Linked DNA regions of Mus musculus: all the other regions are linked to region 1. Evidence: chromatin contacts called from public ChIA-PET, Hi-C and HiChIP or PLAC-seq data. All regions are on one chromosome and are shown on one strand. Each heading gives the region's core, a stretch centred on a gene start, on an enhancer-like site or on the middle of the called end of the contact. The rest is flanking DNA. Distances are from core to core; before and after follow the strand shown. Region 1 holds the start of Emx2 (empty spiracles homeobox 2). Region 2 has its middle 38 kb from the start of Gm41882. Region 3 has its middle 19 kb from the start of Fam204a. Region 4 has its middle 39 kb from the start of E330013P04Rik. Region 5 has its middle 3.8 kb from the start of Gm46663. Region 6 has its middle 4.7 kb from the start of Gm41880. Region 7 has its middle 8.6 kb from the start of Gm41879.

Evidence for each region. Hi-C and Micro-C count contacts between places; a contact is called where the count stands out from the background. ChIA-PET counts read pairs in DNA pulled down with a chosen protein or histone mark. HiChIP or PLAC-seq counts read pairs in DNA pulled down with a chosen protein or histone mark.
Region 2: an H3K4me3 HiChIP or PLAC-seq map of embryonic basal ganglia shows a contact between it and region 1, with 8 times the contacts expected there. The contact joins the enhancer-like site here to the promoter of Emx2 in region 1. A contact is called at or near these places in 4 of 39 promoter capture datasets (the 3T3-L1 cell line, embryonic stem cells, liver and 1 more), 1 of 484 Hi-C or Micro-C datasets (bone marrow-derived macrophages), 12 of 115 datasets of contacts at active chromatin or transcription factors (bone marrow-derived macrophages, craniofacial prominence, embryonic basal ganglia and 8 more) and 4 of 9 other capture datasets (adipose tissue, embryonic stem cells, embryonic trunk and 1 more).
Region 3: an H3K4me3 HiChIP or PLAC-seq map of embryonic limb bud shows a contact between it and region 1, with 4 times the contacts expected there. The contact joins the enhancer-like site here to the promoter of Emx2 in region 1. A contact is called at or near these places in 4 of 39 promoter capture datasets (frontonasal cranial neural crest, hematopoietic stem and progenitor cells, liver and 1 more), 1 of 15 datasets of contacts at CTCF or cohesin (the NIH/3T3 cell line), 3 of 484 Hi-C or Micro-C datasets (cortical neurons, nephron progenitors and reprogramming fibroblasts), 12 of 115 datasets of contacts at active chromatin or transcription factors (craniofacial prominence, embryonic basal ganglia, embryonic forebrain and 7 more) and 4 of 9 other capture datasets (adipose tissue, embryonic trunk, liver and 1 more).
Region 4: a contact with region 1 is called in an RNA polymerase II ChIA-PET map of memory CD8 T cells, with 10 times the contacts expected there. The contact joins the enhancer-like site here to the promoter of Emx2 in region 1. A contact is called at or near these places in 1 of 39 promoter capture datasets (pre-B cells), 18 of 115 datasets of contacts at active chromatin or transcription factors (craniofacial prominence, effector CD8 T cells, embryonic basal ganglia and 13 more) and 3 of 9 other capture datasets (embryonic stem cells, liver and pancreatic islet).
Region 5: an H3K4me3 HiChIP or PLAC-seq map of embryonic limb bud shows a contact between it and region 1, with 8 times the contacts expected there. The contact joins the enhancer-like site here to the promoter of Emx2 in region 1. A contact is called at or near these places in 1 of 15 datasets of contacts at CTCF or cohesin (the NIH/3T3 cell line), 11 of 484 Hi-C or Micro-C datasets (B cells, ECoMG myeloid progenitors, the HPC-5 cell line and 5 more), 17 of 115 datasets of contacts at active chromatin or transcription factors (bone marrow-derived macrophages, craniofacial prominence, embryonic basal ganglia and 12 more) and 4 of 9 other capture datasets (adipose tissue, liver, macrophages and 1 more).
Region 6: a contact with region 1 is called in an H3K4me3 HiChIP or PLAC-seq map of embryonic limb bud, with 4 times the contacts expected there. The contact joins the enhancer-like site here to the promoter of Emx2 in region 1. A contact is called at or near these places in 5 of 39 promoter capture datasets (embryonic stem cells, hippocampal neurons, liver and 1 more), 1 of 15 datasets of contacts at CTCF or cohesin (the NIH/3T3 cell line), 1 of 484 Hi-C or Micro-C datasets (uterus), 15 of 115 datasets of contacts at active chromatin or transcription factors (the NIH/3T3 cell line, astrocytes, craniofacial prominence and 9 more) and 2 of 9 other capture datasets (embryonic stem cells and embryonic tail).
Region 7: a contact with region 1 is called in a Hi-C map of uterus, with 5 times the contacts expected there. The contact joins the enhancer-like site here to the promoter of Emx2 in region 1. A contact is called at or near these places in 4 of 39 promoter capture datasets (hippocampal neurons, liver and pre-B cells), 1 of 15 datasets of contacts at CTCF or cohesin (the NIH/3T3 cell line), 6 of 484 Hi-C or Micro-C datasets (nephron progenitors and uterus), 5 of 115 datasets of contacts at active chromatin or transcription factors (embryonic basal ganglia, embryonic forebrain, embryonic hindbrain and 2 more) and 4 of 9 other capture datasets (adipose tissue, embryonic stem cells, embryonic tail and 1 more).

What each region holds. Positions count from the first base shown.
Region 1 is chr19:59,456,865-59,460,573 of GRCm38.p6, forward strand. It overlaps Emx2 (empty spiracles homeobox 2), which reads left to right and starts at 1,826. Exons shown (of 3, transcript NM_010132.2): 1 at 1,826-2,760. The coding sequence starts at 2,352. It also overlaps Emx2os.
Region 2 is chr19:60,284,985-60,288,693 of GRCm38.p6, forward strand. No RefSeq gene overlaps it. Among named protein-coding and RNA genes, the nearest start is that of Gm41882, 38 kb to the right of the region's middle. Within about 2 kb of position 1,942, at least 20 of the 459 cell types and tissues checked have an H3K27ac peak or open chromatin away from gene starts, as enhancers often do. A contact at or near this core is called in embryonic basal ganglia, where this site is marked.
Region 3 is chr19:60,243,610-60,247,318 of GRCm38.p6, forward strand. No RefSeq gene overlaps it. Among named protein-coding and RNA genes, the nearest start is that of Fam204a, 19 kb to the left of the region's middle. Within about 2 kb of position 1,837, at least 1 of the 459 cell types and tissues checked has an H3K27ac peak or open chromatin away from gene starts, as enhancers often do. A contact at or near this core is called in embryonic limb bud, where this site is marked.
Region 4 is chr19:60,181,493-60,185,201 of GRCm38.p6, forward strand. No RefSeq gene overlaps it. Among named protein-coding and RNA genes, the nearest start is that of E330013P04Rik, 39 kb to the left of the region's middle. Within about 2 kb of position 1,604, at least 60 of the 459 cell types and tissues checked have an H3K27ac peak or open chromatin away from gene starts, as enhancers often do. A contact at or near this core is called in effector CD8 T cells, memory CD8 T cells and pre-B cells, where this site is marked.
Region 5 is chr19:60,118,204-60,121,912 of GRCm38.p6, forward strand. No RefSeq gene overlaps it. Among named protein-coding and RNA genes, the nearest start is that of Gm46663, 3.8 kb to the left of the region's middle. Within about 2 kb of position 1,573, at least 13 of the 459 cell types and tissues checked have an H3K27ac peak or open chromatin away from gene starts, as enhancers often do. A contact at or near this core is called in embryonic limb bud and uterus, where this site is marked.
Region 6 is chr19:60,053,193-60,056,901 of GRCm38.p6, forward strand. It overlaps the pseudogene Csf1r-ps. Among named protein-coding and RNA genes, the nearest start is that of Gm41880, 4.7 kb to the left of the region's middle. Within about 2 kb of position 1,964, at least 9 of the 459 cell types and tissues checked have an H3K27ac peak or open chromatin away from gene starts, as enhancers often do. A contact at or near this core is called in embryonic limb bud, where this site is marked.
Region 7 is chr19:60,028,600-60,032,308 of GRCm38.p6, forward strand. No RefSeq gene overlaps it. Among named protein-coding and RNA genes, the nearest start is that of Gm41879, 8.6 kb to the right of the region's middle. Within about 2 kb of position 1,847, at least 6 of the 459 cell types and tissues checked have an H3K27ac peak or open chromatin away from gene starts, as enhancers often do. A contact at or near this core is called in uterus, where this site is marked.

The DNA of each region.
Region 1 (3,709 bases), core at 576-3,075:
GGCAAGGGCAGATTTATACCACGAGGAGAGCAAAGCTGAGGTGGAAACACTTTTCTCAACTCCCATTCTACCTAGGGGCTCCCTTGAGCTTCTGCCTTCTCACATGAACGCTATACAAGAAACGCACACAACCTGAACAGCAGTAGAGGAAAAACAAAACAACAACAAAAAAATCAAAACAAAAAAAAAACCCCAAGAAACCAAACAGGAGACCTCTCCTTATTATTATTATTGCCGGGACTACCTGGAGCGTCCTAAGACCCAGACCCTTGGTGGAATCAGGTGGCTTTCATAGTCCCTCTAGAGGACTTCACGTCTGTCTTCTCCAGATCTGCTTCTCCCGGGTCTCAGGCAACCTAGCCACCAAGCACAGATATTTTATCCCTCTTAGGATAAATGGCTTCGACCTGGGAGTAACAGATTTAAAGGACGCCAGAAAAAAATTATCATTAATTGTAAAATACCTGCTGGTACTTCACTTTAGAAGAATGTAATTGGCAAAGGGTGTGTGTGTGGGGGGGGGGAGGCGGCTGATGAATAGATAATAGATCTTTAACCACCAATAAACAGAGAGCAGCGCCAGCAGGCTGGGGGGATGTGATCATAATTATGCCTCAGCGTGAGCCAATGGGGACGAGAGAAGTCGGCCCTAAAATCATCCCAAAACCGAAGGCAAGCTCGAAAATGCGGACAGGGCCTAGGACCGGAGACACAATCCTAAGTGCCAGGTTGCGAAACCTGGATTTGTAGAGCAACCCAGCCCTGGGACAACAGATGTCAGAATAAAAATAGGTACAGTAATAATAGCAATAATGGGAACAGTGTCAACGCCACTAAGGACAATGGAACGATAACACAGTCATAACTTCAGCTTCTGACCTAGGACCCAAGACTCCTTTCCCAAATAACCCCACATTTCCCAGAAAGAGCTGTTTTGGGGACAGAAGTGACCACCCTCCAGAAAGGATAAGCAGAAACTCTTGGGTGCAAGCTGGAAGTCCACTGCCACGGTACAGGCGCAGCTGGCCCCTCAGGTTTGAACTTAAAAAAACGAACCAGCCGGGTCAAAGACTGCAAACGCGTGGACCCTGGAACCTCGAAGCTACGCTTGGTTGGAGGGGTGGGAGGACCCCCCCCCTCGAGCGCCTAGGAAACCTCGGGAGTTTTGCTGGGGGTGGGGATTGGTAGGAGTGAAGCGGGTTAGCCCTTGCCCGGAACCAGTCCCCGCCCGCTTACCCTCGCCGGGCGCCCGAAGCCATCTCAGTGACCCGGGCGCGGGCCTCCAGGGGACAACCGCAGCGGAGCTTAGGGTGTGAAGAAATCTGCGTGTCCGTCCGTGATTCAGTCCCATCAGCTCCAGCGCCGCAGGCTTAGGATCCAGGGGTCCGCAGCAAAGGCAGCGCAGCCCCGAGACTCTGCAGGGACCCGGGTGCCCCGGTGGGAGTGGTGTGGGTGCAGTAGGAGGCGGTGGCTGAGGGGGAGGAGGAGGGGGAAAGAGGAGGAGGAGGAAGAGGAGGAGGAGAGGAACGAGGAAGAGGAGGAGAAGAGGGAAGCGGAGGAGGCGAAGGAGGAGGAGAGAAGCCGCAGCGGGCGCCGCAGGAGCGAGGGAGCTAGCCCGGAGCGCAGGGCGAAGACACCAAGAGGTCGGCGGCCGGGCGGGCGGCTGGAGGCACAGCCGGGGCAGTAGCGCCGACTCCGTTCCATTCTGGGCCCGGATCCAGGCCTCCGGGTTCCCAGGCGTTCGCCTCCCTCTGACGCACTTTAAAGAGTCTCCCCCCTTCCACCTCAGGGCGAGTAATAGCGACCAATCATCAAGCCATTTACCAGGCTTCGGAGGAAGCTGTTTATGTGATCCCCGCACTAATTAGGCTCATGAACTAACAAATCGTTTGCACTACTAGTGAAGAAGCGAACACTTCCATGGATTGTCCTTGGACTTAGGGCGCCCTGCCCGCCTTTTGCAAAGGAGAGAAAACTTTTTTTTTGCCTCCCCGAAAACCCCCTCCCTGCCTCTAACTCCAATCTCCCCCCCCCCCACGCCACCTCGCTCAAAAAAATATTACCCCAATCCACGCCTGCAAATTCTTCTGGAAGGATTTTCCCCCCTCTCTCCAGGTTGGGCGCGTTTGGTGCAAGATTCTCGGGATCTTCGGCTTTGCCTCTCCTCCCCCTCCCCCTCCTTTCCTTTTTCCTTTCCTTTCTTCCTTCCTTCCTTTCCTTACCCCCACCCCCACCCCAAACAAACGAGTCCCCCATTCTCCTCGGTCCTCGCCGCGGGCAGCGGGCGGCGGAGGCAGCGCGCCGCGGTCGCCGGGAGCAGGGAGCCCAGCGCGCCCGCTCCTCGGCGCAGCATGTTTCAGCCGGCGCCCAAGCGCTGCTTCACCATCGAGTCGCTGGTGGCCAAGGACAGTCCCCTGCCTGCCTCGCGCTCCGAGGATCCCATCCGTCCCGCGGCACTCAGCTACGCCAATTCCAGTCCCATAAATCCGTTCCTCAACGGCTTCCACTCGGCCGCCGCCGCCGCCGCCGCCGGCAGGGGCGTCTACTCCAACCCGGACTTGGTGTTCGCCGAGGCGGTCTCGCACCCGCCCAACCCCGCCGTGCCGGTGCACCCGGTGCCGCCGCCGCACGCCCTGGCCGCCCACCCCCTGCCCTCCTCGCATTCGCCACACCCCCTCTTCGCCTCGCAGCAGCGGGACCCGTCCACCTTCTACCCCTGGCTCATCCACCGCTACCGATATCTGGGTCATCGCTTCCAAGGTACGTGCCACGTCGCGGAACTGAAGCACGCCGCTCCGGTCGCCTCCTTCATTGCGCCCGGCCTGCTCCGGGTGGGCGCTCCTCGAGGCCTGGACGGGCGGAGGTCAGCCCGGGTTCTTGGTTCTGAAACTGGGCAGCTAGGGGCCCGAGAGGCTTTGGTCCCCAGTCTCTGAAGCTCGTTTGGGTTACTGGCTTGCCCACTCCTTGACCCTTTGTAAAAGGGTGCAAACGAGGTGTCCCGTGGTTCGGGCCGGGGTCGGGCTGGCTGGGACACGATGCTGGGCGACGAAGCCCGCTGTCAAGAAGCTCTGAGCCCGCGAGGTCTTTGAATCCTGTTTCCCTGGACCGTGTTCCCGGCCGGTCTATCACTCAGGGACTCGGACAGGGCCACATGGCCAGGTTCACTGGACTTCAACTCTGCTCTACACTCACTCTATGTCCCCCCAGCCCAGACCCGCAACTTCTAGGTCTTCAACCCCTTTAAGGAGACAAGGAGACCTTGGAAACCTCAGAGCAAACTGTTTCCTTCCTCCTGCTCTGGAGGCCCAGGGAGGGGCGGGAAGAGAGCGAATAGAAACCTCCACAGCTCCACTAGTTCTCTCAGCGACCTGTTTAACCCGGGCACCCGCTGGACGTGGCGGGAAGTCGGGTTCCGTTTGGTCTTTGGTTGCTGATTTTTGTTTTTGTTTTTGTTCTTCCTGAGAGAAAGAAAGAAAGAAAGAAATTAAGAAAGAAATTTAAGAAAAGAAAAGAGAAAATCCAGTCGAGAGAAGGCCCGACAAGGGAAGATCTGTTTGGATATCTTCATTTTTTTCCCCGATTTAGTAATTTTGTATGCTTCTGGGTTGGGGTTGGTAAGAAAGTTAAAACTTTAGGAAAAGGGTTCGAATTAGTTTGCCGACTGCAGTCCATAAAAGACCTACCTCCGCCGGGCGCGATCGATAACGAC
Region 2 (3,709 bases), core at 692-3,191, 830 kb after region 1:
TTGTATCACTCTGCTCAAAAATATTGATCAAAATCAACTGAGCACATAACTGTGAGTCTACTTCTCGGTTCTCTATTTTGTGCTTGACTGATTTTTACTTAAGTGTATCACTGTCTTATTATAGCTCCGTGGAAAGTTGTAAAATCAGGAAGTGGGAGTCCCCTAATTCTGACCAATGTTTTTCAAGATTGCTCTAGTAGGCATGTCTAATAGCCTACGTGTGAGTGATGATAGTTGTAAATATACCTGATACAAAAGCATAGACTCACTTAAAACATCATGAGATTTTTTTTCCCCAATTTTAGTAAATCAGTCAGGCAGCCCTTGAACATAAAGTTTAAAAATAACAATGTCGTGCTGCATTGGCAAAAGGCTGGGCAATCCTTCTCAGTATTTAAGGTCCTTTGCTTTTCCTTATGAATGTTAAAGTTAATATATCAATGTCTTAAAAAAAAAACCCTGTTAGGCTCTTCTTTAACATAGCCCAGGATAGCATTGAACTTTTGATCCTTCTTCGTCAGCCTCCTGTGTGCTGGTGAGTGCTGGGGTGACAGGCTTGCCAAGCCATACCCAGCTTTGCTTGCCTCAAGTCAAATTTAAGGGTCAGTTTGGGAAGACTCTACCTTAACAATACTAGTCCTCTAATTGGAATCCAGCAAGCTACCATTCACAGGCAAAATGTAGCTTCCTTTTATTTTCCCCTGAGCTATGAGGGGTTTTTAACATCTTGAAAGAGTGGTGAAAACCAAACAAAGAAGAGTATGTCACCTAGAGCCCTGCTCTCTGGCCTGGGAGAGAAGGCTCTCCAACTTCTGCTCTGACCCAGCTTGCCATCCTTTCCTCTTCCAATTTCCTCTCTTTTGATATTTTACAGCTTTCAATTCATGGGTCTTATACCTTCCGTCAAATTCATGTCCAAGATTCATCATTTCAGATGCTGTGAGGACTGTTGTTGGGATAGCGGGGACGGTAACATGACAAGCTTGTTTGTTTTCTAACAACTCAAATTACAGGGTAGGAATATTAAGGTATATTTTAATAACACTGTGGAAGGAGGGCGACGAGCAGAGGAAGCAGTGGGAGCCTACCCTATTTCAATTGAGAGGTGCTAGACAAATGGCTTAGGGTGGTGGGAGGAAAAAAAAAAGAGGAGTTTTTTTTTTTCTTTCCTAAATCATTTCAAAGGAAGGAAAGGCAGGATTGGTAATGGATTGGATAAAGAGGATGAAAGGGACGGGAGAGTCAAAGACAACTTCAAGGTTTCCAGCCTGTGATGTTAAATGGCTCGTCCATGGTGATTTTTATTTGGTTTACTTTATCATCTGGACACACAAATGGGATTTCCCCACATCCAGCTATTGTAGCTCCCTACATTCAGATTTACTATTGAAATTCCCTTCTATCTCTTCACACCCTGTTAGTGAACAGGTAGTATTTTGATGGATGTTACATGATCAGAGAAATCCCAGGTTTTTGGTGGCATGTGGAACACAGCTCCCTCTAAATCCTCACTTTAATTAATCATCCTTAATATTTGAATCAAAATCTGTCTACACGAACATCTCTCAGAACACTATTTTTTTTACAACACCGTTTGTTCAGAAATTACACTAGCCCTCTCCAAAATTTTATATTATTTATGACATTTAAATTTGTGATTTTCTTTTCCCCTTTTTTCTATCCTTTTGGCTTTCTTTTGAAGTCTATTAAACCTCCTTAAAAATATTTATGTGTGTTTAGTTAACAAAAGCGCCTGCAAGTCGAATCCACGCTGGGAAAAGGTTCAGGTAAGCTCTCTATATAAGCTTACAGACAATTGTGTAAATCTTCAGCCATTAAAGAGAAAGGAGAAAAAAGCCACCCTCATTACACCGCTGTCATTTGCTCTTCATCTCCTGTCCTCTTTAGCAGCATTAAGATGGGATGTAAATTTGCCAGTTAATGCTGTTAGAAAATGGATGGTTCAAGGAGGGCAGGAATTAGAGATCAGTATTAGGTGCAGATAAGCTCCTTTGCCTCCGCAGTGGCGGCTGCTTAACATTCATGGGAAAATCATCATCAAACAGCGTTATCACAGCTCTGTTGATGGCTGAGGAACTTCATCACTATGATAATTTTTTTTATAGCTGTGAGCCAAAAAGCTCCCTTTTATTTCTGCTGTCTCGAGCTGTGATAGAAGCCTGTTTATATGGGGAGAATACAGCAGGCCCTGGGCTCCACAGCCGGGTTTGATTTCTTCTTCCCTCCCCTCTGCACCCTGCTCCTGTGTGTTGCACTAAACAGCCCTACTGATAAAAATACATACATAGAGAGGAAAATGGAAGTCCTCCAACAATCCTTCAAAGCAGAACAGATATTTTTATGATCAGTAATTCAAAGTTTGACAAGTAATGCCATTCTGTAATGAAACTGTCATCCATTTTATTGTGGGCAAAATGTTAAGTCTGTAAATGGAACACAGAGAGGTTGGGGGCAGGAGAAAGAAAGGCAGGGAAATGTCTGGCTTTGCCTACCTGGAAAGCAACCATTCTCCCCGTGAATATATTTCACCAACAGGCTGAGTCCATCAAGTTCCTTGCCTGTAATTATTTCTTCTGGAGTCAAACAGAGTCATCTGGAGACCTGGTCTTTCTTGCTTCCTTTTGGCTCAGTTCTATTCTTGGGTTTGCTGTGTTTGGGGACAACATTGGATGTGTTGCTCAAAACTTACCAAATCAGCCTGAGAACACATCATCTTAGCACATGCTTGGAGATCTTCACTTATATCCAAGTTAAAAGAGGGTTCTCCCTTGCAGTGTGTAGGGGTCATGCTCTTCTGAGGTAGATAAGGAAACTAGTCAAAGAATATTTACATTTATTAAGATGCTAAAGCGTATGCATCTTTGCAGCTCTGACCTCATTTTTTGGACGCTTAGTTGCCTAAGTGCTCCTCACCCCCTCTTGGGGATGCAGCTAGAAGATGTGGTGCTCAGAATCAGTCTTGTATTCCAGACAAAAAAGAACCATCAATTAAACCATGTGGATTTGAATCCGGGGTTGATTGAACTACTTTGGTAATTTACTTTCCACCCGAACTCATTCTGTTTCTTTCCCTGAGAGCCGACTTCTAGTCCTGCCATGGTGGCTGAATTATGCTTGGAGTTTGGAGATAAGGACTTTTGTCTACGAGGCTCAGCTTAGACGACCAAACTCATTTCCCAGAAGACTAGAGTTTGAATCCAGTTAGGATCCTGGAGGTGAAAGGCTACCTTCCTTATCACTTAAGTATAGCTATTTAAACATAAGTTTAAAAGAGATACTGCAGGATGGAGGGACATCGTTGTCCCTCTAAGGATAATCTTGGGGACAGCTGACTGGCTGTTCCCTGAAGATCAGATAACCCTCTTCAGCCCCAAATAGCTTTGGCCACCTCTGACTTCTCAAGATCAAGAGCCAAGGATGCTTCTCCATTCCAAGATTCTCTGGTTCAAGCTTGTTTAAAAAAAAAAAAAAAACTAAGGAGGTGTTTAATTTTCATGAGCACATTTCTTGAGCTGACTCTAGGTTTAAAACTCAATACTGAGAATTTCCTTTTGTTGTTGGGAAAGAAATCACAGGTCCTCACCACATGGAAGCTATTGGAGCTAATTGATGTTCTGACCTATACAATGGCTTCTAAACGTAGCCCCAGCGCTACAAGGGCATTTCCTTCGAAATTCTGTCCCATGTC
Region 3 (3,709 bases), core at 587-3,086, 790 kb after region 1:
CACAATTAAATGTTTACCTAGAACACTAGTCTACAGACTTCAGCTTTCCACATTTAAAATCTAACCTCTAGACTCCCTAGAGGATGTCTTTTGACTCTCGGTGCATTTTGTAGAAAAAAGAAATCCCATGTATATGGAATACAAACACATAGTATGTTTACTGTATACAGAAAAAGATACGTATACTGAACATGCACCACTTATGTGGGTTCACAGTATAACGATGATATCTCTTTCTCTCTCTGTCTCTCTGTCTCTCTCCTGTCTCTGTCTCTGTGTCTCTCTTCTCTCTCTGTCTCTGTCTCTCTCTCTCTCTTTCACACACACACACACACACACACACACATACACACACACACACACACACGTGAGAAATTCTGAATAGAAAGGACTGATCTGGTTGCCTGAGATACTCTGCTTTGAGGCCTTGAGTGCATTTCATACTGAATGTTCAAACCCTTGGCATCTTTCTGCTGTAACAGCCCAGCTGGATCTGTATAAATAGGAAAGTAATGGTAGAGAAACTGCACAGACATGGATAAGCAGTCCTGCCAGTTGGGCAATGACTTCGGGTGTTTTCAACCAGATACTTCATTTAAAGGTAAAAAATCCTGACAAGATTTTTAAAAAACTGCTATAACCAGACTATGGTATTGCATATACTCATTCTAACAAGGCCTTACGTCACCGAAACTTTAAAACAATTAAGATTTGTATTAAAATGCATGCATGCTGGCACAAGCCTGTAATCTAAGTACTTAACTAAAGCAAGGCAACTGAGCTCTCCGCCAGCCTAAGCTATGCAGTAAGACCTATCTCAGAACACCAAAAATAAGTTAAAAAAAATATGTATATAAAGAACACTGCTTAAATTATGGAGCAGAAAGCAGATTAGTGAGGTCTAGGGCTGGTGTGGCTAGAAGAGATTTGGGAGTGGCTGCTTACGAACATAGAATGTCTTCACAATGTCTTCATGGAAATATTTTCAAATTAGGTTGTGGGGCTGATTTCACTGAGTTCTGTACTTTAAATGGGCAAACTATGTTATCTCATCAAGGATGTTTAAAAGCCTTCTATGATCAAAGTTAAATATCTCACTATATGTCCAATCCCATGTACTATGACTAATATTGTAAGGAAATGGCTACTTAAGTTACATTCTAGTGTGTAAACAAAATTAAATTAAAATAGAGAATGTGTTCTATTTGTCAAAGAATCTACTTTCCTGTGTTCCCAAATTTGAACCTTTAACAGAAGCAGCATTTTTGTTCAATTGGATGAAACAAAGAAACAAACTCTCATCTAAATAACCAAACAAATGACAGATTTTTAAATGCAAGACAAGTCTTTACTAAATACAGAGGAATATTATTCTGCTTTTCATGAAGAATCATTGAAGATCAATAAGCACCAAGAACTTCTTAGAAAAGGTGATTTTCTTATATTATACAGTCTCTCAAAAGATCTCATTAGAGATAGAAAGAAAGCCACACACACACACACACACACACACACACACACACACACACACACACGCAAAATGTGTTCCTAGCTGTTTCACCATAGTAGGGAAGGCTGATGACATTTTTATTAGTAATATTAATCACATGCTTAAAGGGGGACAATGTCTCACTTTTCCAAGAGCCATAATATTTACCTATTTACACCTTTTAAAGTTTCAATAACTCCGACTTAGAACCCATAACCCCATAACCTTCAAAAGACAAGTAAGATGGAAATTAATAAATGTTCCCTAGTGTGCTATGAAATACTAATTGTGTGGACTGAAAGGCTTTAGTCTAACAAGAACCATGCCTTCCACAGAAACAGGAAAGTCACCAGATGCTCACAGTCCAATGGCAGAAAGGCAGGCGCAGTGAGTTTTCAGTGACGTTAAGACCTATAACCCAGGAATGCTTTGGCTTACAGATCTTGCAGGTACCTAAGGGACTTTGAACAGTGAACAATCTGAAGTACTGAAACATTCTCAGCATGAACTGAATAATCCATGCAGGCAGAGGCCTGATGACAGAGGCAGTGGAATTCTAGTAGTAAGAGAAGATCAGAGAAGGATTTGGCTGGACACTCTAAGAAAGCACAGGCACATTGCTTATCTTACAGCAGGATAATTTTATCAGTAATATTTTAGAGAAGAGGTATTATATAACAGGGAGACATGTAAATAACATGATGAACCATAAACCTTATATATTTTTAAAAAATGAACTCTAGGCTTGTGAGAGAAGAATGCACAGTTCATTCTTGCAAGTAAATGTTTCTCTAATTTTCATCATGAAGTGACTCAGCCGAGGTAGATATTCTGGCGGTGTTCTGGAGGTGGGTAGATGGGAGAGATAGAGATGAGAAAGCAGACTTCTTGTGTAATTTAAAATCATCAGAGGTTTGTGGTGTATTACAAAACTTTGACATCGTTGTTTAAGCAACGTTTTACATGGAAACATTTGAGTGGAGGAGTGTATCAGTTGGTAACGTGTTTCCCTTGCAAGCACGAGAACCAGGTTAACCCCACAGCTCACAAGAAGAAGCCTATTATGTTGATCAGCAGTAAAAACTCCAGTGTGGGAAGATGGAGACAGGTGAATTGCTGAGTACCCTGGCCAGGCTGCCTAACCTATTTGTCCAAGCTCCAGGCCACTAGGAGGTAGGGGAGATGAACGGTCCCGAGGAATGATACCATTTTCTGTTTAATGTTCTCCCTCCCATGTCAAGGCCTGATCATGAACTTGTGGTCCTTTGTCTCAATAAACTTCATTTCTAAGGGATGATGATATGTCTTTGTGAACCAACCAACCCCTCTGTCTGCATCTCCTTCTCTAGTTAACAGTTTGCTACAGCACAGGCTCCCCATTCCTGGCATCTGGTACTCTTATTTGGTCCCCAAAGCAATAAGGCTGCTTGATTTTCATTAGAGTTTCCATAATCATGAGCTAAATAACTCCTTTCTCTTTATAAGCTAATTGATCCAGGTTTATTGAAGATACTGGAAAAAAAGACTTAGGCGAGATGTGGTTTGAACAGTCAGTCAAAGCTAAACAACCCCGTGAGCAGAAAGCAGCTAAGCCAACAAGTCGGAAAGGATATTGCTGCATAATGCGCCAGGGCAAACGTGAGCAGGAAGGAGGTGCGAGGGTAAACCAGCAGGCTCTGAGCAGAAGAATGAACCAGAAGATGAGGAAAAAGATGGGAATGGAGGAGAATGTTCTGTAAAGTGCGTGGAGTGTGTGTGCACTAGGGAAAGGTCTTGCTAAGTTTATGAAACTCGAGGGCAGCTCAACATAATGAGCTTCAATCCAGAAACTAAGCAGTATTTCTTAATAGCTGAGAAAACTCTTTGTAGTGAAAATATATTCATTCATTTATTTATGTATTTGTTTATGCATGTACGTATAAAAACACCGCAAAAAAAAAAGCATCTCACCTAAGTCTTTTTTTCCAGTACCTTTAATAGACCTGGATCAATTATGTATGTATGTATGTATGTAAATTATCCTTGCTGGTATAGTCTCACAAATAGAGCCAGTTGATAGAGTGTGAGATGTATGCACAGAATATGTTACATCATACTCTGTGGCCCTCTTCTTTCCAAGATATCCCCTTTACTCCCCAGTCACTGCAGTCACCTTTCCCCTCTATCCTGCCTTCTGGCACCAGAAAGACCAAGGGACTTTTTAGCCATGTTAAAATATGT
Region 4 (3,709 bases), core at 354-2,853, 720 kb after region 1:
AGTTTTGATTTTCTGGGTTAAGGGGATTTGTGACAACTAGCTGCTGGAGGTAGATGGTTGAGGAAGAGACAAGAGGCCCTGATGCAAGAGAACCGAAGCTGGGAAGACTTCCATAGGTCGCTGCATGGGGCTAGCCGTGGAGGTAGCGGGGTTGGTGGGGGAGAGAGTAGCCCGGTATAGTACAGGAATATGCCATTCTTTTTAATATTTCCTGTAACATCTCATTACTTGGAAGGCCTACGTAATCTGATCCAGGCTGCAATAGTTAATAATGAGTGCCAGCTTGTTTTATCTGGAATCAACTAAGACACATTCCTCTGGATGGGTCTGTGAGGTCATTTCAAAGAGGGGTTGAGAGAGGAGGATCCTCTCCTAGAATGGATGACACCTTCTAGGCAGTACAGATATAAAAAAGTCTGAGGAAAAAGCCGGACTTTCTGGCATGCCTACCTTCATTTCTTGCTGAGTGCATGCCTGTCCTGTTGTTGCTGCCATTGCTGCTGCCAATGTTAGCTGATGTGAGAGCCTAGCTTTTGCTGTTCCAATGTGGATGGAAGGCTCTCCAGGAATCCTTCAGGCCTTCAGCAACAGACTGGGGACTACAGAGAATCCAGCCTTGAGTTTCTCAGCCTTTCCAGTGTACAGACAGCTATTGTTAGGTTACCTAACTGTGGCAGTTTGAATAGGTATGACCCCCATAGACTCATATGTTTGAATGTTTGGCCCATAGAGATTGGTACTAGGAGGTATAGCCTTGTTGGGAGTAGGTGTGATCTTGCTGGAAGAACTGTGTCACTGTGGAGGCAGGTTTTGAGGTCTCATATATGCTCAAGCCACGCCCAGTGGGACAGTCTCTCCTTACTGCCTGCTGATGAAGATATAGAACTTTCAGTTCCTTTTCCAGCACCATGTCTGCCTACATGCTGTCATGCTCCCTCCTGTGATGATAATGGACTAAACCTCTGAAACTGTAAGCTATCCCCAGTTAAAAGGTTTCCCTTGTAAAGAGTTTCTGTGGTCATGGTACCTCTTCACAGCAATGAAACCCTAAGACAACACTCCTTATCTAATAAACTCTTTTTCGTACCCTAACCCTAACCTATTCATTCTATCAGTTCTTTTCTTCTAGGACCCTCAAAACATCAGGGGATATGACTGGGTACTCTCTACATATTCCCACAAGTAACCCCAAGAGGTCAAGAACTTTGTGGTTAGTGGACAGAGCCATTCTTAGAGGCTCACATAGACAGCAAGAGACAAGCTACCAATACTCTATACTCCAGATACTCAGGGAATGCTATGGAGGATAAGAACAACCAGCTAACACTTAATGCTGATTTTCCAAGATACTAAGACCCACTGCAATGCTGTGATCCAAACATGATTATGAGCCCAGGAGGCCTCCGTGAAGGCAGCCTTTTCCCTCAAAGGCACAAGTCAGATCTGATTAGCTTCCAGGTGGCTACCCACTCTTGAAAGACCTTTCCTTGCTTCTTGACCAGAAATTTCCTTTTGAAGAGCTCATGCCTCAGAGCTGGGAAGAAGAGCTCTGTGGATGTACAGAGAGCTTAGCTGAAAAGGAAATGCTGTTAGCCACACTTGAGTGAAAAGAGCAACAGCCACTCCCATCTGTTCCTTGTGGTGAGTCTAGTCTCAAGAGACACAAAACTGAGGTGAAAGCAGGTGGGAAAACCTGGCCTGGAGTAGAAAGAGAACAGATACGCTTTATTGAACTAATTCTTGAAAATGTATCAAAATCCTAATAAACCCACTGGAAAAAATATCAGTCCATGATCAAAATAGGAGCATCCTTAATGGAATTATTTTTCCCACAAGCAGAGTTAGGGGTCCACCATTAGGCCATACTCTGGCAATTATATGTTTAAAGTTAGGCTTTAGGCTGAAGGGAGATGGATCAGCCAGTATTTGCAAGTATGAAGATCTGAGTTTGATCTTCAAAACACAGATTCTGCTCCAACAGCCCTGACTCCCGTAAGTTGCCCTCTGACCCCTACACATGTGCTGTGGCCCACAAATACCCACAGACTCACACCCATATCCACACACAATAAATGAATGAATAACAAACAATGAGATCCCAAGGGGGGAAAGGCAAAGACAGGCAGATTCCTCCAGCAAGATTAGCCTAATTGAGAAGTTCCAGACAATAGAGAGATCCAGTAAAACAAAACAAAACAAAAAGAAAAACCCCAAAACAAAACAAAAAAACAAGGTAGTATAAGTAATACAGCAGGTATTATTGTGTTAGCAGGTATGTTATATGTAGAATCCACACATACATGCCTGCCCACACACTGCTCACACACACACAATGACATTAGTCCACATCAACAGTATGCTGAGATGCTGCCTCTGCATTAACACCACATTTAGGAAATCTGACTCCCAAGCTTAGTCTTTGACATAGCTTCAACTTGCACTGTTTTGACCTGACTTGACCCCAAGTGCAACGATAGGTCTATACCATGTGGAGCCTGAGCACCCCTGTCCACAGTCCTTGTCTAAAGGATTGACTCTTGTCTGACTGAGGCTGCTTCTCCAAGTAAGAAATCAGCAGGCCTCTTACCCCTCTGATCAGCTGCCCAGTATGGCATCTCATCTGCTCCAGAGCACAAACTCAAGCCATTGCTTGAAAAATCTACCTAATGAAGGATTGAAGACTTGGGACTACCAAGAAGATAGTATAATGAATGCATTGTAAAAAGATCCCTCCCTCCCTTCTGGCTTCTGGGGGCTGCCTCCCTCTCCTACACACTTCATTTTTTAGCTTCAAAACAAGAGCCTTTCATTTTCAAAACCACAGGAAAAGAATGCATTCAATGTTTCCTTAAGTTCAGGGAGCTTGATTTGCCTCAACAGTTCATATATCTAACATGGACTATTATCATATATTGAATGATAGTATCCAATAGTCATAGGCTAGGAGATTCTATATTTTAAGCTGCCTTGGCAATAAAATCAGATCTGTGATAGAAAAAAAAAAAGAGAAATGGCAACATGCCTACCTAACAGCCTGTCAATGCAACACTGGTTCTGCCACCAACAGGGTCTATACATGGGAATCAGTTATTTACAAATCTAAGCCTTACTAAAAGGTGACCTGAAAATGTGCCAAGAACTGAAAAGGTGTGAACTTTGGGCTGAGCCCACTCTCTGACACTTTTAGTAGCTGATTACAATAGAGATAGAGGCAGGCAAGGGGTTGTCCATTCCTTCCTTTGCCTATATCTGGTATATTTCTCAATGTCAGTCTCATGTACATCATCATAAGATGAGGAGAGCCACAGCTGCAAATATATGCATACTGAGCTATGAAAATGCTTCCAGAAACCCAAATATCCAAAAGGTAGAAGACACATACCAAATTCCATATTCTTACTCCAGAAAGTAACCTGTGAGGGAAGAAAGTCAGTTCTATATCAGAGCTAGGAACTTAGGTTCTGGCTCCCCTGTTTTTGCTCCCACCTAGCATTCAAAGGCTTCTTTCTGTGTTTTCTATGTGCTTGGGATATAACCTACAGAACTAACAAGTAGCTCTCCTTGAGCATTTCTTCAGTGTGCCTGTAATTGCATGAAAAATAACATGACCTCAATCTTGAAGAATCTAACACAGCTGTATAGTTGAACAAAATTCATTGTCTTTACTCTGGTGACTGACTTTGCAATTGATAAAAAAGCAGCGTCTGCT
Region 5 (3,709 bases), core at 323-2,822, 660 kb after region 1:
GATGTAAAGTAAGTTCTGACTTCTTGGTTTGATTTTTATCTCAATCTCTAATGAGCAGAACAGCTCTTTAACTCTGATAAATTGAGCTTATTTCCTTGTGAATTCGGGCAAACACAAAATCCCCCCCCCCTTTTATTTAAAGAAATCGGATAAGTTGCTGATTAGACTGAGAGATTGTGATTCCCATTTATTTATTTTTGGTGTTAATCGTCTCAGCTGGCGAGTGCATCTTGGTAGAAGAGGAGTTAAGCACACAGTCAGAGGGATTTTCTTTCCTCCTTTCTTCCTGTGGCTCACGACCTTTGCTTTTTTCAACTTCCTCAATTTAGATTCAGTAAATTGTCATAAAGTGCCACAGCACCTGCTTTGGTACTTGAGAAATTGACTTTTCCTGCAAATTACCCTGATCAGTGACCTTGTCTTGACTACCAAAGGTTCTGGAGAATAAGGGAGGCTGTATGTGTGGCCGAGCCCCGGCCCGCAGTTGGTACTTCAGCTCTTTGAAGTTCACAATTATCTCACATGCACACATCCCACAACAAATACATTATAATCATCAAGGAGAAAACTCAACTAACATTTGATCTTGCAAGGGATGGACTAGAACATAACTTAAGGCCCCGCAATGTAAGTTCTCCTAAGGATAATATTTGGTAGACAAGACTTTAGCTTGTGAGTGACTGTCTCTGTTCAATCTCAGAGTGAGCAGCTATACAAAAAATGTAACAGAGCTGGGGGCAGGGGTGGGGGAAGTACAGCCAGCTCTTCATTGTTTGTGATTTCTAAAGATGTTTCTTTGTGGAGAATACTGAAGATCTGTGCCTCCTGTCCCAAGGGCGAGGGGAAAGATCAAAGGCCACTTCTGGAAGCTAAAGAGGTAAAATTATATTTTTTATCCTTTTAGCTTTGATTGCTGGCAGCCTACCATTTTTTTTTAAGAAATTAATTGCTCTGTCCAGCCAACAGGTGTTAGCCCTCAAGTGCAGGCCAAGGGCCGGCTGCTGGGCAGGCAGCTTAAGGATTCCATAACTCACTACAACCTTGAGCTCCCTCACATGGGCCCAGGAGAAAGTTCTGAAAGTACTCAAGGCCAGATGACATAGGAACCTGTGTCCCTGTCAAATATCAAAGAAAAACAGTTAGACTGTAAAAATGTAAACTTATAAAGCATGCACTTAATTTTGACAAGCTTTTAGTATCAAGTTACAGGCTTTAGCAATAAGGCAGCTTAGGCTAAAACTGGCTGTAGGAAACAGGCTGAAAGCACATTTGGAGTCAAACAGGGACACACAGCTCATGTTTTTTCCACATCTTTTCACTTTAATTCAGAGGAAGAGTTTGAGGCACAATTTAGAAAGGCAAATTTACTTTTTTAACTTGTTCTTAGAACTCACCAAGAACCAAAACCGGTGTTTTTTCCCCTTATTTTTAAGTTTCATAGGGGTTTGATGGTAACGGACCAAAACACTTGTTTCAAATACTATTTCAAACACTGTCATGCTATAAATGAAAACACAAGTTCTTTTTCTTTTCTTAAGCAACTAAAAGAACAGGGCTTAATAAAATATTTGACCTCATACTGAGTCAGCCCCGAGTGTCTCTGTGAAGCCCTGTTCCCCTCCGCACATCTGCACTGTGTACTTGGGTCCAGAGATCACAAAAGCTATAACACGAGGAATGTCCACCTATCATTTTTTGAGGAGTAAGCTGACAATGAAGAGCAATAGACGCTTAGTCTCTCTGGGTGTGTGGATATGAGGAGATGTGGTTCAATGGATGGACGCCAACTTAAGTTGAGGATGGGTTGTTTGCCTTACAATCACTTTTATTCACTCTACCAACTCATTCCTTTAACAACTCTTTATCTGAGAGTGGAGAGTATGCACATGCCATGTAGGCATAAGAGGACAATTTGAGGAAATTGGTTCTTATCTTCCACTGTGTGGATTCTGGGGATTGGACTCAGGTCCTCAGATTTGACAGCAAGCACCCTTAGCTTACCAGCGCATCCACTAACACTGCTTACCTCACAGATGACCAAGTCTATCCATAGGAGACATGTAATATTGTAACCTTTCTACCAAGTAGATACCTCAGAATCACATCTTCCTGGTTATGGGTAAGAATGGAGAATCTGTGTACAAAAGTGACAACTGGGACAAAGAAAGTTTGACAGGACATGTGCTGGTCAGTAGAGGATCCCAAGATGACTTGGCGTAAACTTGCTCAAAAAAACACTGATTGTGTAGCTTTGAGAAGATCATACTTCAAATCAAATGCTGCTAAGCGCCTAGAATCCCCAGTTCTCAGCTCCAAGTTGAACTCAACCAGGCAAACCACCAACCATGTCTGGGTTTATCCCAAGGCCAATATCTCAAAGTCAAGCTTGGTGGATGATTATACAAGAAATTTAACTTTCCAAGCTACCGTATAAATACAATGTCCAGTAAGCGATAAAGAATGGGGACACGGAGAGCTATCCTGAGCTTCTGTGTCAATCAGAGGTCAGGATTGCCAGATATGAGGAGCAGCTCAAGGGAATGAAGACCTTATATACTTCCTTTTCATCTGGTGATCACAGACCTCTTGAATGACATCTTCCCATAAACCAAACTGGACAAGAAGAAGTAATGATGCCTACTGGCCTCAACAGTCCATTGAGAACTTATAAGTAGGGAATCCAGCGGGATGTGCTGACCCTTACACTGAGAGCTGTGGGTTTTAAAGAATAAAAATAACTACACAATTAAAAATATTCTGAATTCAGGGACAGTTTTACTTCCTCTGTCTTTGCACCTCCACTGTCCCAAAACATTGGCTGGGCTGGCAAGCTGTTGAAATCTCAATATGCCGTCTCACATGGGAAGAAGGCAAAGCTCAACATGCAAATTGTATCCCCACCACCAACATATGGTGGAGCCCACAGACGGTGGGAAGGGAAGTGATTTGTGACTGCTCACCCGACGTGTGTTCTATTGTGTTGCCAAAAATGATAGACTTAAATAAATTGCTCTTTTTGGAATTTATATTCGTGCCTTATTCTCATTTTTGAAGAAAAAAAATGGAGAAAGAAAAGCCTCATGTCTACATGGAAATTCCCATTTATTTATGTGGTTCCCAGCCTGCCCCTGCCTCCCCTGGCTTTCTTACCCCAGCAGAGCCCAGAGCATTTTGGATATGGAAACTGCATGTTCCCGGACAGAGGAAAGGGGGTGAGGTACAGAGGGAGGAAACATAATTAGTGTGGAATCCTCAGTGCCAGATTCTTCTCAGAAAATTTTATGGCTTTTCTGAGGCAGCCAAGGAGTGGCTGGATTTACTTAGAGAAACTATTAAGCCTGGTGCAAATTAATTTTTTGTTGGTCTACATTTTCTGTTTTAATTTTGTCAATTGCAGTGCCTTTTGTTGAGAAAAAATTAGTACCTTAATGCTGTCTAAACATAAATCTCATCTTCAATCTGTTAACATTCAGCTGTGGTAAAAAATAATTAGATGAAGCGTTTTTTAAGTATTATTTACAAATACATTTGCAAAAATGAATGATTTAAACAGGCATTTTAGTCAATGGATTTAAAGTCATTTGAACGAAATTAATCAAGAGAGTCTTGCCGCTCTTAATTTTATGGTTTGTAGCTGAGGAGGGGAGAACAGCCTGCTACATCCCTGATACAGAGCAGTACCAGAGCCCATCGGGATGCCCTGCTGGGA
Region 6 (3,709 bases), core at 714-3,213, 600 kb after region 1:
AGCACCAAAAAGTATTTGGAAAAAAATAATGACTAGACGGCTCTTTCAAGGATCTAGAGGAGAGGTGGGAGGAGGGAGGGGAGAGTGGTCAGGTGTGTGGAGGGGTAGGGAGTATATCTGGGTGGCCATGAGAATAAATGGAAATCTGCAGCTGATGAGGGGGGAGAAGGAACCCAAGAATCAGTGGGGGTGTTCTTAGCTATAACTCACAGCACTGGGGATATGAAGCCTGGGAAGGCTGCATTCAGCGGCCAGGCAGGAACCCTGCTGGAGCATATGGACACCAACCCACCCACAGTACTTCTGACCCAAAACTTAACCTGGGATTGGGATGGAGCAGAGACTGAGGGAATGGCCAACCAATATCTGGCCCATCTTGAGACCCAATCCATGAATAAGCCCCAATCCATGACACTATTAATGATACTCTGTTATGCTTGCAGACAGAAGTCTAGCATGGCTATGCTCTGAGAGGCTCCACCCCCCCTCCCCACACTGGATCAGACAGATGCAGACATCCACACCCAAACACTGGATAGAGTTGGGGACATTTATGGAATAGTAGGAGGAAGGATTGCGGCCTCTAAGGGGATAGGAACTCCATAGAAAAAACAACAGAATCAACTAATCTGGACTCTTCGGGGGCTCTCAGAGACTTAACTGCCAACCAAGGAACATATACAGGCAGGACCTAGGCCTCCCTGCACAGATGTAGCAGACATGCACCTTGGTCTTTATGTGGGTCCTGGATAACTGGAGCAAGGGCTATCCACAAGCTGTGCCTGTATCTAACTGGGCTGCCTTGTGTAGCCTCAGTGGGAGAGAAAGTGCCTAGCCCTGCAGAAACTTGAAGTACCATGGTTAGGGGATATTCAGGAGAACACCCCCCCCCAACTCAGAGGAGAAAGGGGGAAGAGGGGTGAAGGATTATGAGAGGAGGTGACCAGGAGAGGGACAATGAGCGGGATGTAAAGTGAATAAGTAAATAATTAACTAATTGATTTTTTTTAAAAAAATTAGATGTCAAAGGGGATAATTGCTTTCAGTTAATCAGTGTCATAGCCATGAATGACTCTAAGAAGCAACATCTAACTGATGTGTTTGGGTAAGGGACCTAACATGAATGAAATGTCCATAGCGACATTTTAATCCAAATGAGCAAAATCATAGTTTTATAACAAACATAAAACAATGCTATCTAGCATGCTGTCAGGGTTAAGTCAATTTTAGACACCCTGCTGTGTATAACCAATGCCCAAAGCTAATGGTTTTCCAACACTCCTGGACCAGAGTCAACAGAGTTGAGAAGCATACCTGCTCCATGATTTCATTGGAAATCCACTTTGTTCACCTTCAGTCAACCAACCTCTGTTTCAATCCAGGTGAAGCAAGGAGGAACACACAGGTGAAGCGTCCTGCATGAGCCATGCCTCGTACAAAGGCTATAACTGCCTGCCACATGCCTTGTTCCCTGCTCTGCCTAGATTGACTCTGGACACAAAGCCATGTGCATGGTGCTTGCATACTCAATGAGCACTGCTGTGAAACACACATTCTAACTTTTTTCACACTTTAATACATGTGGTTAAATAACTAATTACTTGCTTAATGTTTGCTTTTTTTTTTCTTTTTTATCCAAGTCCATTTTCTGGTGTACAAACATTTATGTCTGAAACAAATAAAAACTATGACTCTATCACCCTTAGGACCTCTATCTCGTGGCTCCATCCTACAGAATGCTCCAAGCCTACCTTTAATGGCTATGTGAGGTTATCCTGAGTAACTGACTTCTACTCTTAGATATCAAAAGTTCTCATGACCAATTTGGCCGTCCACACCCAAGAGGCGAGGGAATAATAGTTGTGTTTGAACTCCACTCTTCTTGCTCCTAGGGTTCACTGTCAAATTTTTCAAGTAGAGAAAGTCTGAAAGGGGGATATTGAAATGCAAATGGAGTCTGGCAGGCAGAGGGGTTGGCAGGCAGCTCCCAAGCAGTCTTCCCTGTCCAACCCAAGGAAAGAAGGTGGTGGGGTTGCAGTTTGAAGCAGGAGTTTCTTTTCAGGTCAGGTGTTTTTTGAAGTTGGCAGATGGCAATTTCATTTGCATTTAATGCCCTTCAGAGTATTTCCTTTCTGTTGTGCTAAACACCTCTCTCAGTTGGGTCTAATTTGATGAGGTCATGATGTCACCCTTGACCCTTTGGAGTTTAAATGAAACCATCTGACCAGAAAGGAGAGAGAGAGAGAGCACTCTCCATCTCATTCACAGACATTTGATATTTGCAGATGTATGGCCAGCTTCCCTAACTTCCCACTTGGCAGTTTAGCTCTTGATTAGAAGTAGAATTGGTGAATTGCCCAAGAGTCCAACATTTGAAGATTAAATGGGCCCAATTAATCCTTTGTCACATTCTTGTCAAAATAAAAGCACTATGCCAAAGAAAGAAAAAACAACTGCTTATACCTACACCGAGTAATTTGGGATATTAGCAATCAATTAACTTGAGAAAATACCTAAACAGCATAGTATACAAAACACTTGCAGAGTGCTCTACCAGCAAAATGAGTCATGATATAAAGGCAGACTCCGGAGCTGGGAGATGGGACAGTGCATAAAAGCACTCTAACCGAAAACCCGAGTCTGAATCCTTAGAACCCATGTAGAGAGCCAGGCATGCCTGTAACATGCCTGTAACCTCAGCACTGAGGAGCAGAGAGACACAGATAAAGTCTGGGAGCTCCCAGGCCAGCTAGCCTAGCCAGAACAGTGGACAAGAGACACCATCTCCAGGAGATAGGAAGAGAGTGATAAAGGAAGACTCAAAGTTCTCCTCTGGCCTCCACAAGTGCTTGCACAAGTACACACAGTCACACACTCCCATGCATGTGTGCACTACATACAATAAACAAACAAATAAGTCAACAAAAAAATCAGATAAAGGCTCTCCTATTTTATAGGAAATGCTGCCATCTCTGTAAGCCCTGGATGTCACACATTGAGAGAAAGGGACCAATCCTACCTTTCTAGCTAAAACTCAAAACAAAAATAGAAAAAGCAGGTGTACAAATAGAAATGATCTCAAAAGGCTAACAGTTGTATGTGAGTGTGTTCTCTCTCTCTCTCTCTCTCTCTCTCTCTCTCTCTCTTTCTCTCTCTCTCTCTGTGTGTGGTGTGTGCTATTCAAAACCATGTGTATACAGGTGCATGTGTGTGGGCACGCAGGCCAGAGAAAGACTTCAGGAGTCACACTCAATCGCCCTCTATTTCTTTCTCTTGAGGCAGGGTCTCACATTGAATCTGGAAGTAGAAGTAGACTGAAAGCCAACAAGTCCCAGAGAACCTCCTGTCGTCTCCTCCTGTCTCCTCTGTCATGGTAGGGTACCCACCAGCACAAGTGGCCAGACCAAACTTTTTTTGTGCATGCTAGAGACTTGAACTCAGGTCCCCACACCTATGCAGCAAGTGTTTTTCCCCACTGAGGCATCTCCCTAGCCCTGAAAGGCTAATATTTTTGTGTTTGTGTAGGTGTATGGATTGTAGCTTTAGGCACATTTATGCAAGCAAGCTTACAAGGTTTCATATCTTTTTAGATACACAGAGCCTCATCGTGTTTTATCATTGTTCAGGCTCTATGATATAACCTGTGAAGTGTCTTTGGGGGAAAGATATTGGCCTTCCAAACTTCTTTCCAGAAAATACATCTGCTTGT
Region 7 (3,709 bases), core at 597-3,096, 570 kb after region 1:
TTCATATTGGCTGTGTGGTAAGACCTGTTTTCTGTCTGGATACCCAGGTCTCTCCTTCTTTCTATAGTCTCTGGTTGGTGTCAAGGAATAATGAATACTTCACATGCTAAAAGGCAGAACTGCAGAATTGCCTTCAATGAGGACTCTCACCAGGACACCAGAGCACAACAAAGAACAATCACTTTTGTTTTTTTTGGGGGGGGGGAAGCTATTCATTCATTTTCAACTTTTCAAAAAAAAATGAGTTACCTTCAAGAAAATTGATTCTGTGACATTCCTAATATGTGTGTGATCCACAAGAACTTCAGGGAAAAGGGTGAGTTTCTTCATGCAAATCTTTGAATAAACAATTGCTTTAATGCTGCTGTCCTTGGCCGACTCTTCATATATGAAGACAAACCTTTTCTTCCAGCTTTTCTAAACTTTCCCCATCAGCATATAAATAAACTATACTGAAACATGAATGTTAGTGTAATGACTGTAAGGATCAGTCAATCCCACATGCCTTAGCTTTTTAAGTGTGGCATGTCTAGACAGCATTTGAAGACCATGTCTGTCAGACATTAAAAATGAAGAGCCATTTCGTTGCCTTAAGAATGTAAATAGATTGGGATTGCAAGAGAAGCCCAAGAGGGCCAGGAGAATGAATCAAAACATGCAGCAGTATAGGGTAGGGTGTGGAGGGAACCTTTAGAAAATCTCAGAGACCTGGGATGGGAGGGGCTATCAGGACTCAGTGGTAAGTGATGACATTAGCCAAAATGCCCAACAGTGGGAAGATGGAACCTGAAGAGACCACTTCCAGTAGATAGGCATGGCCCCCATTTGAGGAAGGGGTCCACCCACCCATCTAAAAATTTTTGACCCAGAATTGTTCCAATCGAAAAGAAATTCAGGGACAAAAAAAATGGAGCAGAGACTGAAAGAAAGGCCACCTAGTGACTGACCCAACTTGAGATCCATCTCATGTGCACACACCAAACCCTGACACTAATACTGATGTTATATTGTGCTTGCCGAGGGGAGCCCACCATGGCTGTCCTGAGAGGCTCTACCAGCAACTGACTGTGACAAATGCAGATACTTAACAGCCAAACGTTAAATTGAGGTCAGGAACTCCTGTGGAAGAGTTTGGGGAAGGACTGAAGGAACTGAGGAGGATTACAACTCCATAGGAATAAGAACAGTTCCCTCAGAGCGCCCAGAGACTAAGCCACCAACCAACGAGCATACACGAGCCAGGCCATGCCCCTGGGCTCATGGGTAGAACAGGACTGCCTTGTCTGGCCTCAGTGGGAGAGGAAGTGTTTATTCCTGTGGAAACTGGATGCCCCCAAGGAAGAGGGATGCTGGCAGAAGTGGGGTGGGAGTGGGTGGACAGCTGGGGGAGTACCCTCTCAGAGGCAGTGGGGTAAGGAGGATGGGATGATGAACGGGGGTGGGTGTGGGGAGGGGGAAGGGAACCAAGAGGAGCAACTTGTAGAATGTAAATTAACAAAATAATTTACAAAAAAGAAGATAAATAGAAGTGAGTTCAGAGATGACAAAGGGAAGAGTATGCATCCCTGTCCATATTGTGTGTGTGTGTGTGTGTGTGTGTGTGTGTGTGTGTGTGTGTGTGTGTGTGTGTTATTTTCCACAGAGAGAAGCTCATCTCTTGGCTTAGATCCACCTTAGTATTAGCCTCAGTGCTTTCTCTCTCTCCCCTTGCTCTAAATCATTATTGAGTTTATTACTTCTTTTCTCTCTTGCTGGAGAAGATTAATAGCCTTCCCTGGGCAGAGGGAACTCTGCAGAGCGTGGTGGCTCTATAAATAGCACCTGCTGCTAATTCTCCAGTGCCCAGTATCTCCCCAACACATCTTGGTCTTTAAACAATTTGTTCAGAAGGAGAAAGCTATGGGTCACTGTGCACTTTGGTGTTGCTTAAAATGTGCTTTATGGATAGCGAATTTTTCTCCAGGAAGTTTGGCCTGGCAGAGCCTTTAGAGAACTCAGCCTTCTCACCCCTCTCCAGAGGGGCATACCTCACTAACCAGACTTGAAGGCTATCACAGAGCTGGCTGGACCCACTGAGCGTGCCAGGTAAATGTTTTGCCTGTGAAGTCATTTCTTATTTCTTCTCTCAGTAGATTGCAGGCTCAATTGCACTATGCCAATAGCCAGGAGGACAAGTGACCTCAATGAGCTATAAAACAGAAAAACTGGGAAAGACTGGGAATTGTGGAATGCAGAGGCCTGGTGGCCTGTGGGTACATAAAATAGGATATTTTTTGGAGAATATAGATGAGAAGGATGATCAGTCATTGACATTCAAAAAGCCAAATTCAGGTGGTAATGGGAACAAGAGAACACCTGCCTACATGACTCCTTGTGTATGGGTTAGCAGATACATACATGTTGGAGGAGTGGTTGGAGGAGGAATGGATGGGTGGCTGGTATTTGGATAGATGAGTAGATATATGGATAAGTGAGCAGACAGATGGTTGATGGATGGATAAACAGGCAGATGAGTGGGTGGATGAAAAAAAGGATGCATAGTTGAAAGCACCTCATCTTTTCACTACAAGATAGCATTTCCCAACCACAGAACAAATGACAGTATTGGATAGGTACTTCCTGGTATGGGGCCCAACATCACCACTGAAGGATGTCTAGCAGCATCCTTGCCTCTCCACCTAGGCATCAACAGCACTGCTCAAGTACGACAACCACATGTCCTGATAGACTAAACTGCACCTGGTTTGGAGCCACGGGGCCGAGGGAAGTTTAGTTTTCTTATTTCAGAGATCTATTTGCAGATGACCTAACTCAAAATGCACTGCTCTAAGTAATAACACACCATTATAATGCTTGAATATGGGAAGCTAATATTTTAATACTGTCACTAAAAGTCTTTTATTTTCTCATACGCTTCATTTGGGGATAACTTTAGTCACTAATACAGAGTGTGCTACAGGAGAAATACTGTGATCATTGCATTAAGGATTTATTGTCTCCATTCTCTTCAGCTGTGGGCCCACGTTTGACCATAGTTCTGGGGCAGAGCAAATGGTGACTTTATTCAGTTATTATCTAAAAGTTTAAAGTGTAAAAGGTTGTAAAATCAGGGCTTTTACATTGGATCCAAGTTTGGTTCCCAGCATGCAAGTTAACATGTAATTCCAGCTCCAAGAGGATTCAATGTCCTCTTTTGGCTACTTTATTGTGCATACCCTATACAGACACATATTCATATATATAATTAAATACAAAATAAATATTTATTTTAAAGATGGTTGTGGCAACTTTAGAAGGTGGAGCCTCACAAGAAGTATGTCACTGGTAGAAGACCTCAATGTTTATAACCTAGAGCTATTTCCTGTCCCCTCACAGATTCCTGATCAGATACAGTATGACCAATACAGCATGATCCCACCATGTTCCTGTCAGCATGTCTTCCCCACCATGGCAGACTACACTCACAAATACTGAGCTGAAACAAACCCTTCCTTCCTTAAACTGCATTCCGATATTTTGTCACAGCAATGAGGAAAATAACTAAAGCATTTGTGAGTTTCAATGAATGACTGGACCAGTTATTAATACACCACGGTCATGAGTTTTAATAACTCCTGTCTACACCACCTTGGGTGACACATGATAGCTTTTAGCATCTGAGAGGAAAGGCCATTGGATACGTTTGCTCGCATATAAAACCATATCTCTC